Linked DNA regions of Mus musculus: region 1 is linked to region 2. The links are chromatin contacts, called in public HiChIP or PLAC-seq maps. All regions are on one chromosome and are shown on one strand. Each heading gives the region's core, a stretch centred on a gene start, on an enhancer-like site or on the middle of the called end of the contact. The rest is flanking DNA. Distances are from core to core; before and after follow the strand shown.

Region 1 (3,910 bases), core at 1,182-3,681, 610 kb after region 2:
CTTTGTCACACTTCAACGGGCTTTTTTGACTTTTAATGCTTTCTTTAAAGATTAAAATTCATGCTTCAGTAAAATGCGCTTTCTTGCTGAAGCTGTTGCTATTGTAACACCCTAGACCTTTAAGAATTGTGTTCTTGTTGCTCCTTAATTCTTCAGAAATTTGAGTGACCTAATGCTTCACTCTATGATAAAGCCCAGTCATGGCAGAAATTGTTTAGAAAGGTGCTGCTGGCTTTGTGGAATTGGTATAAGTGTGCTTTCTAATTGTCTGCTTGTTGGATATTTCATTTAGAATGCTGTTTTAAAAGCAAGACCTCTCCCTAAAGTGATTTCAAAGAATGATGCTGTAACAACTCAGCCCTTCCAGTGTTCCCTGCAAGCCGGAAATCATTCTCCAGTGCAGCTTGTGACTGGGAAATTGTATGCAGTATAGCTCAAAGAAACAGAGAAGACACAGAAAATTGGCAAATTTTGAAACTCAAAGGAAGCTAAAGAACCATCCTATGCAGTGTCCCCCATGGTGACAGAAGGCATGTATGTAACCAGAGTCAACCTTCCTAGGGTAGACAGCAAGACCCCCACAATTGATTTTATGGCAAAAGCTTGATTGAGATCTATTTTAAACCTCATCTTCTCGGCTTTGGACTTCTCTTCAAGGAAGACAAATGCCCTTGAAAAGGAGTCTTAAAAGTATGATTCACAGACTCAGGAAGAATTACAGGATGCAGACAGCCTAGCGAAGTGCCTCCCCCAAGGACTTCATATTTCCTTCCTCTTAATCTGAGAGAGCCATTAAAAAGTTAGCCTGTTCCCTGGAGGCTCCTCCTCAGGATTCTCCTCAAAGGAAATGCTCACACGGAAAAGGTAATTTACCTAGACATGGTTTAAGAAGCAAGACTCCATTTCAGAGATTGGCAGTGCCTGGGTCTCTTTTTAGGACTCTTCCTAAAGTTAAGTAGCAAAGAGAGAATCAAAGGAAACATGTATCACAGACACACACACAGCACCCCTGTACCCATTATCATGTGTAGTCAACTCCCAAATTTGATAGCTTCATAGATAATATACAATCAAACGATACACATGAATCACACTCTCCCTCTGCAAACCAAGCTCCTGTTACCCAAATTTTGTATTCTGTCCAAAGAATGTTTGTAATTATTTGAGCTTCTAGTGGGAAATCTTTTTTTTTTTTTCCTGAGGGGTCGGGATGTGGGAGGAGAAGGAGATTCTTTGCTCTGGACCTTAGGGAGTGCTGTGGTCATTCCGCTTCACAGGATTTTAGGAAAGCAAACTCAAGAGATGATTCCCTTTTATGGCAAAATAACTTGGATGGATTCGCCTTTCCAAAGTCCATTGGAAACAAGACATGTGCTTGCAGAATCCTGCAGCTGTATCTACGAGAACAGCTTGGGGTCCCATCTTACTGGTTTCCTCTACTCATCCCTCCCTCCGATTTGATTTCCCTCCTCTATTCTGGAGTAGCGTGGCAATCTAGAGAAACATGAATGAGCATGTTAAATTCTCCAGTTTCCCCTCTGAAAGCCAATTGTGTTCTGTATAGATGAGAAGTTGACAACCACAGAGCATTTATTAAGAACGTTCAATTCTCTCAGTCCAGGGTCACAGTGGAACTTTAGCAATGGCCCCGAGAACTCTCAGTTTTGTTGCTCCAGTTGAATGGGGACATGCACTCAACCTCTGCAGACCGGTCCTTCAAAGGGTTACTAAACAGGTGGTTGTTAGGAGAAAATGGGATGGGATTATAAATATAGAAAAATGTAGAGAGAAAATCGTGATGTTAGAGATGGCCCTATGAGATGAAAGCTTTGCCTGTCAATACAACCCAGGAGACTGAGGTGGACCAAGGGTGGCACATCCACTGGCTCATGGTTTTAGAGGTCTGAAGGGTGTGCTTCCTAAACACTGGTAGATCAAAGGTTTCGATCAGGCAACCATCTTGTTGCTTCAAAGAACTCAATGCTTTATGTCTGTAAGCCTGAATCCTGGCACTGTCCACTAACCCAACAGAAAGAAGGTCATTCAAGGGAGCTCTGCGCATTCTCTCCCATGCAGCATAGCTTTAATGTGCATAGCAGTTGTAGCATGTGAATAAAAATCAAGCAGTGCAAACGGGGATGATTTCAACTACATCACATTTAAATAATGCATTTATAGAGCAAATTTAGGACAAATGACCGAAAGCATCCCTTTGGTCACCTAACATGCCACTCTCTGCAGTAAAGCTCCTCAGATATACTAAGGATTCATCTCGTTAGTGCTTGTCCTGTGAAACAGGAAAAACAGTGAAGAAAAATTCCCCTCTCATCTTATTTGCTTTGCACAAAGCTCAATCCCCAGGCTTGCATCTGAGACTCACATTTTTTTTTCTTGTGTGCTTCCTTCTGTATGTTTTGGCCGAGTGGGTGGAATTCTCCCTGATAAGCGGACCACCAATCCAGTGTGCACTGTGTGGGGTTGGCCCAGTCGAGTGGGCCCCACTGGGCCCCCCAGGGAAGAAAGCCAGGAATTCACAAGGGTTGATTATTGCCAGGGTTTTAGTTGTTTTTTCTCTTCCTCTCTCCTGTTTCTAAGCTATGTTCTTCCTTGTAAATCAATGCCTAGACTTGGGAGGCTAAGCATCCACCCTGATGGAACCCAGTCTCTGTAAGGGCGCAGCAGTGGAGATACTTTACCCAGGGATTTCACTAAGCCCCTTTAAAGAGTGACCTTGGGAGGCAAAAGGGAAGGGTCAGCCTGTGTATTGTTACTGGAGGCTTGCAATGGTTTAAATGAACTTCCATGGGTGACACATGTGAACAGGGAGCCTAAAACTATTTTTACTCATTAAAGTCAACACTTCACATCTAGCTTTTCATCTTATGTCAACAACACATCTGTCCACTGAGAATTCTGCCTTTAAAAAGTACAGAAAAATAAAACCATCAGGATTTTTTCCTATTGTGACTTTTCTAAATTTAAAAATATACTGCTTACTGTGTCTACATGTGTGGGGCAGGATAGACGAGTGTGTCCAAACACAGGTGTGGAGGTCAAAGGACACGTTTACTGAGGTGACTCGATCTCTGTTCTCTCAACCTTTACGTAGATCCAGGGAATCAGACCCGGATCCCAGACTTGGATGGTTAATGCCTTTCTTCATTGGTTCAGCTATATTTCAATCTAATTTTATAAATATGTATTCAGAGACCACATTCAAGTCACTGGGTGGGTTCTGTGTTGGTGAAATTAAGGTGAAGAACCAATATTGATATTTTCTCTCACTGTTCTAATAATTGGTAAACAAATATATCTTATCTTCATGTGGTTATCAACATTTTCTTAATAGGCTTGCTTATTACTGTGATCTCTCTTGTGTGCGTATGTGTATATAGTTGCTTTTATGTATGTGTACCTACTTACTGATGCCGTTCTCTAGCCTGCAAGAGCACACAGCCCTGGGTGTTCTCATGCCTCCACCTCTCCACCTCTGGTGTTGTAAATCTACTTCAACACTCCAGCTTCCTAAACGGGCTCTGGGATCAGAACCCAGGAATTTATGCTTGTACTGCAAGCACTTGAGAAAATGAGCCACTTCCCAAGCCCATGTTACTGTGAGCAACTTTTCCACCACCCCTTTGTATTTATTTTGAGAAGAGACATTTGTCGTATGACTGAAGGGCAAGAATTCATTACTTCATTTTTTGATCTAGGGCTTTCCTTACAACTTGCTCTGACCAATAGGAAGTAGTAGAAATAATATGACTTAAGGGGTTTTATAAGTGCTGTGGCTATTTTTTTTAATGCCTGGGCAGCATTTTCTCTCTCAAATGAGAAATGAAGAGTGTGCATGGGTGAATTTCCCCAACCTAGGCAGCATGGTCAAGCTTAGCAATGGCCAACTAAATCC
Region 2 (4,373 bases), core at 225-2,724:
CCATCTCAGTGGCCCTCCTAAATAAGAGGGTGGGTAGCATTCTAAGGGCTACTGGGGGCAGGCAATCTGTGTCTTTGGCTCCTTTCAGGCTTAACTGTTTGTAAATTTCCGCCTTTTACAAGGATATCAGTCATTTAGGATTAGAGCTCACTGTAATGAACTCACTTTAACTTTATTATCTCTAAATGGAACCTAGCCAAGTGGTATTCTGAGGGACTGGAGGCTCTGCACTCTCAGCTAGGAATTTTGTGGAGACAAGAGTCAACTCATTAGCAACTGCTAATTTAAAATCTCCCATAAAGAGTTAACAATCTAGGGCTACAGAGATGACTTAGTCAGTAAGCGGTTCAGTTCAATCTGACTTCTATCCCCAGAACCTCTGAGTAAAAGCAAGACATGGAGTGTATGTAACCGTAATCCTCCAGTGCTAGAGAGGTGGAGATGGTTGGATGCCTGAGGGTTCTTGGACTCATGCACAATGGTTGGACTCACGAATAATTGTGAGCTCCAAGCCATTGAGAAAACCTTTCTCAAAACTGGAGACTGACCTCCACAGTTATGCACCCACACACATAGGAAAACTTGAATACACACACAAGCACACACACACACACACACACACACACACACACACCAAGACAATAATCCAATTACATTGTAAAGAAGGAGTCATTTTAGAATGTTTTGTGTAAAGATATTTGTGGAGATGTTACAGTTTGGAAATATGGATCACAGACCTTATGGTGCCCTAGACAGTGTATTAGAATAGTTTGTCTCAGCCCAGGGGTAGTGAAGCATGCCTTTAAGTCCAGAACTCCAAAAGCAGAAGCAATAGGACCTCTGTGATTTTGAGACCAGCTTGGTCTGCAAAGCTAGTTCAGGAGTAGGCTTTGTTCCATAGAAGAATTCTGTCTTGAAAGAAAAAAATAAGAAGAAAAAAAAGGAAAGAAAGAAAGAAAGAAAGAAAAGAAGAGAAAAAGGAAAAGAAAAAGAAAAAGAAAAAGAAGAAAAGAAAATGAAAATGAAAAAGAAGCAGAAAGAGAAAGAGAAAAAGAAAAAAGAAAAGAAAAAGAAAGAGAAATACCCTGCCTTGTTAGTCTCATAATAATATCAAAGACCTTTTTAGACCTTCTTAAGGAAATCACCTGGACTCCAAGTAAGCTCATTTTTCTTTTGAACAGCTCACCCTACTTGGCTAACCTTTTACCTCCCTGACCCCCTCAGTATCTCCTGGAGTAAATCAGGGGCATACTTCAGGTGACAAAAATTAGGTGAAAAGAAGCAAAAATATTTACACTTTCTAAAAGCAGAAATCAATTTGTCCGAGGCCTGGCCTTGATTGGAGGTATGTCTGCTTCACTGGTTAGAGCACGAAAGGGATTATGGGATTCTGCGTTTGTTGATCTTCACGTGGGTTGTATTCAGGAATTAAGCAGGCTGGAGGTGGGTCTTAGAAAGCCCAGGGATCACCCAGGCTGGGAGCTGAGCCAGGTGAGGGCTTGGCAGGTTCCCCAGTGTAAGAAGAAGCTAGAGAGCTGCTGTCTGCCTGCTTCAAGTAGGAAATTTAAATATCTGTTTGTCTGCCTGGAACGAATAACAGATAGGGAGCTGGCTTCCAGCTCATACACTGCCACTAACCTTTCCAAGTCACTTTAGGCACCTTTCTTTAATCTTCTCGCCTGCGGTTTTGGCTGCAGACTCAAGGGTATTCACCAGGGTGCAGGGCAAAGTCCCCTACAACAATAAAATCTTTGGAGGGCGATTGTTCCAAATATTAAACGTGACTTCCCTGTGGTTAACGACCCTAGGACAGCTGTGGTTCTTTGCTGAGGCCCCGAGATGTTAACTATCTCTGTTCGTCGGGTTGGGGGGCAGGGAAGTGTCCTTGCTACTAAACCAGGAGGAGGAGAGTTCTCCAAGATGCCTACGGCTGACCTTCTGACCCGGCTAGGCAGCTGCTCTCCCCGCCCCCACCCTGCCCTTCCAGTCTCCACTGCTGGAATTTTCATCAGCTTTGCAGTAGACTGCCTGAACAGCCAGGGCTTTTGGACTATGAACTCGCAAGTTGGGGAGCAAATGCCAGGGCACCCAGGGCTTGCCTCTTCTGGGCACTTTTCACTGACTCTTCAGTCAAGGAGTGAGAGAGAAGTGGAGGTCTGGGCTGTTTAACAGTGGCGTCTTTATCTGCTTCACCCACCGCTGACCAGGGCAGCTCTAGAGTTATCAGAGTGTCATTAACAGGGACAGCTGCTGGTAAACAGAAGGATGTGGACACCGGCTCTCCAGTCAACAGGAATTTAACTCTAATCTGCTCCTTACTTAAAGAAACACCGCTCTCCTCTCTGTGCAGGGCCAGCGTGTGTTTATCTCCTTTAACTTTCAGATAGAAGACTGGCATGGGCTCAGGAAACCCCCGCCGGCTACAAAATTAATAAGGTGTTAGGGACATGCACCTTAGGTCGATTGGAGGAGACGCTTGCCCCAGAGAAGGGTGCGGGGGGGGGGGGGGGAGGAGATCTCACCCAGGAGTTGTCTGCCTAGCTGGAAACCGATCCTACATATTTATAAAGGTAAACTTGGCTCGCGGCCAAACGCCTGCATTTAAGTGATTAACAAATGCGTCTCTTTAAGCGGACACCTCTTGTTCTAAATATATTTGACAAGAATGCGAAGAGTCATCTGGTGGGCAGAGAGGGAGCAGCTCCGGCCTTCTCTGGCTAGGCTGGCAAGCCCGCCCGGGCCGTGCTCCTGCACGCTCAGTGCCAGCCGAGTTCACGTCGCTGGTGGGCAGGCTGCCAGAGCCAGCGGCTCCCCACTGTTTAACGACAACGGATTTACGGCTTCCCTCCATATTGGTGTTATTTTGTATAAACAAGGTTAACACTCCTTTTAAATTAAATGCACCACCTGGTGACTGAATGGCTGACCTTGCCAGCTTCACCTGCCCTGCCCTAGATCGGGTTCTAGCTCTTCTGTCTACCTGTAGCTCCTTGGAATCGACCCTGCTTCCCTTTTAAAGAGACGGAGCTCCTGGGGGCAGGGGAGACTGGCAGGCCACTAGCCCTGGGTCCCGGACCTGATGGGATCAGAAGGGTCTGGAAGTATGACATGCACCCCAAATCCTTCTAAGTCCCAGATCAGACTGTGACCGGTTGACTCTGTGCCCGCAGAGTCCGGAGGAAGGTCCTTCAGAGCTCTGAGGCGGGCCCCCAAAGAGAGCTCTCCAGAGGAGGTCGTGTGGTGAAAGAGATCTTTGTGTTGTTGCACTGAGGCAGTAGTACTGATCTTGTACAGGGCTCTCAGCCTCTTCCCCACCCTCTAGGAATGTGAACACCTGGAAAAATTCTCCTGGCTTTACTTGGAAGAAATTTAATGGTGTAAACAAACGCAGCAGGAAGTCCCCTTTGATACAGAAGGCAGTGGGATGGCATGCTGAGCCAAGGGGGCTCTGCCTGCCAAGGTCCATTCTGAAAACATTTCAAGAATAGCTTGGAGTTGTCTAGGAAAATTTAGGTGGACTGCTTGGCAGTAGAAATCTCTAGAAACTCCATCTAGTAACTTCCAGCAAAACACACTTGAGTTACTCATTTAATTGGCAGCATGGCGGCCACCTTGCCTTGACTTTTATTTTTTTTTAAATTTGCCAGTGTCACAATAGGGCAAAATTACCCCCGTGGTCTTTGCTATGCCATGTAGCATGAGGTATTCTAGACAAGCTGTCAGCCCTATTGCTAGGCAAACATGGAAGTGGGACCTGGAGAGGGACTTGACCTCCTCAAGGGTTTAGTCCCCAGGCCCTGAAGTCCACCCATCAGGCAGGCCGTTCCTCTGTGGAAGTCTGTGGGCCAACTGTGCAGCAGGCTAGCAATTCTAGTTCCTCTGGAGCCCAGAGGCAGGAGGATCAGGACTTAGAAAACCAACTTTTATTACACTAAGTTAGAGCTCAGTCTGTACACAAAGAGACTGAAACTGTCTAAAAAAGAAAGAAAGAAAAGAAAGAAAGAAAGAAAGAAAGAAAGAAAGAAAGAAAGCCAACCAAATAGGCACCAGGAATCTGTCTTTCATAGCAGCTTACACTGGTATGAGAATGTCTTTATAAAGAAGCAGCATAAATAATTCTAGCAAGTGATATAGCCTTTTAAAAAATTAAATTGATTTAGTGTGAGTTTGTGTGTGTGAGAGTGTGTATGTGTGTGCGTGTGGGTGAGTGAGCTGCTGTGTAAATATGTGGAGACCAGAGGCAACTTATTGGAGTCTGTTCTTTCAGTCTGCCCTGTGGGTGTGGTGCCAGTGGATACCTGCTCTGCTTACCCGACTTGGTGACAAGCGTCTTTAGCAGCCGAGTCAGCTCACTGACCCACAGTGATAGAGTT

Evidence for each region. HiChIP or PLAC-seq counts read pairs in DNA pulled down with a chosen protein or histone mark.
Region 1: an H3K27ac HiChIP or PLAC-seq map of heart atrium shows a contact between it and region 2, with 4 times the contacts expected there. The contact joins two enhancer-like sites.

The regions. Positions count from the first base shown.
Region 1 is chr7:71,228,625-71,232,534 of GRCm38.p6, forward strand. No RefSeq gene overlaps it. Among named protein-coding and RNA genes, the nearest start is that of 6030442E23Rik, 14 kb to the left of the region's middle. Within about 2 kb of position 2,432, at least 12 of the 459 cell types and tissues checked have an H3K27ac peak or open chromatin away from gene starts, as enhancers often do. A contact at or near this core is called in heart atrium, where this site is marked.
Region 2 is chr7:70,622,752-70,627,124 of GRCm38.p6, forward strand. No RefSeq gene overlaps it. Among named protein-coding and RNA genes, the nearest start is that of Gm35894, 37 kb to the left of the region's middle. Within about 2 kb of position 1,475, at least 103 of the 459 cell types and tissues checked have an H3K27ac peak or open chromatin away from gene starts, as enhancers often do. A contact at or near this core is called in heart atrium, where this site is marked.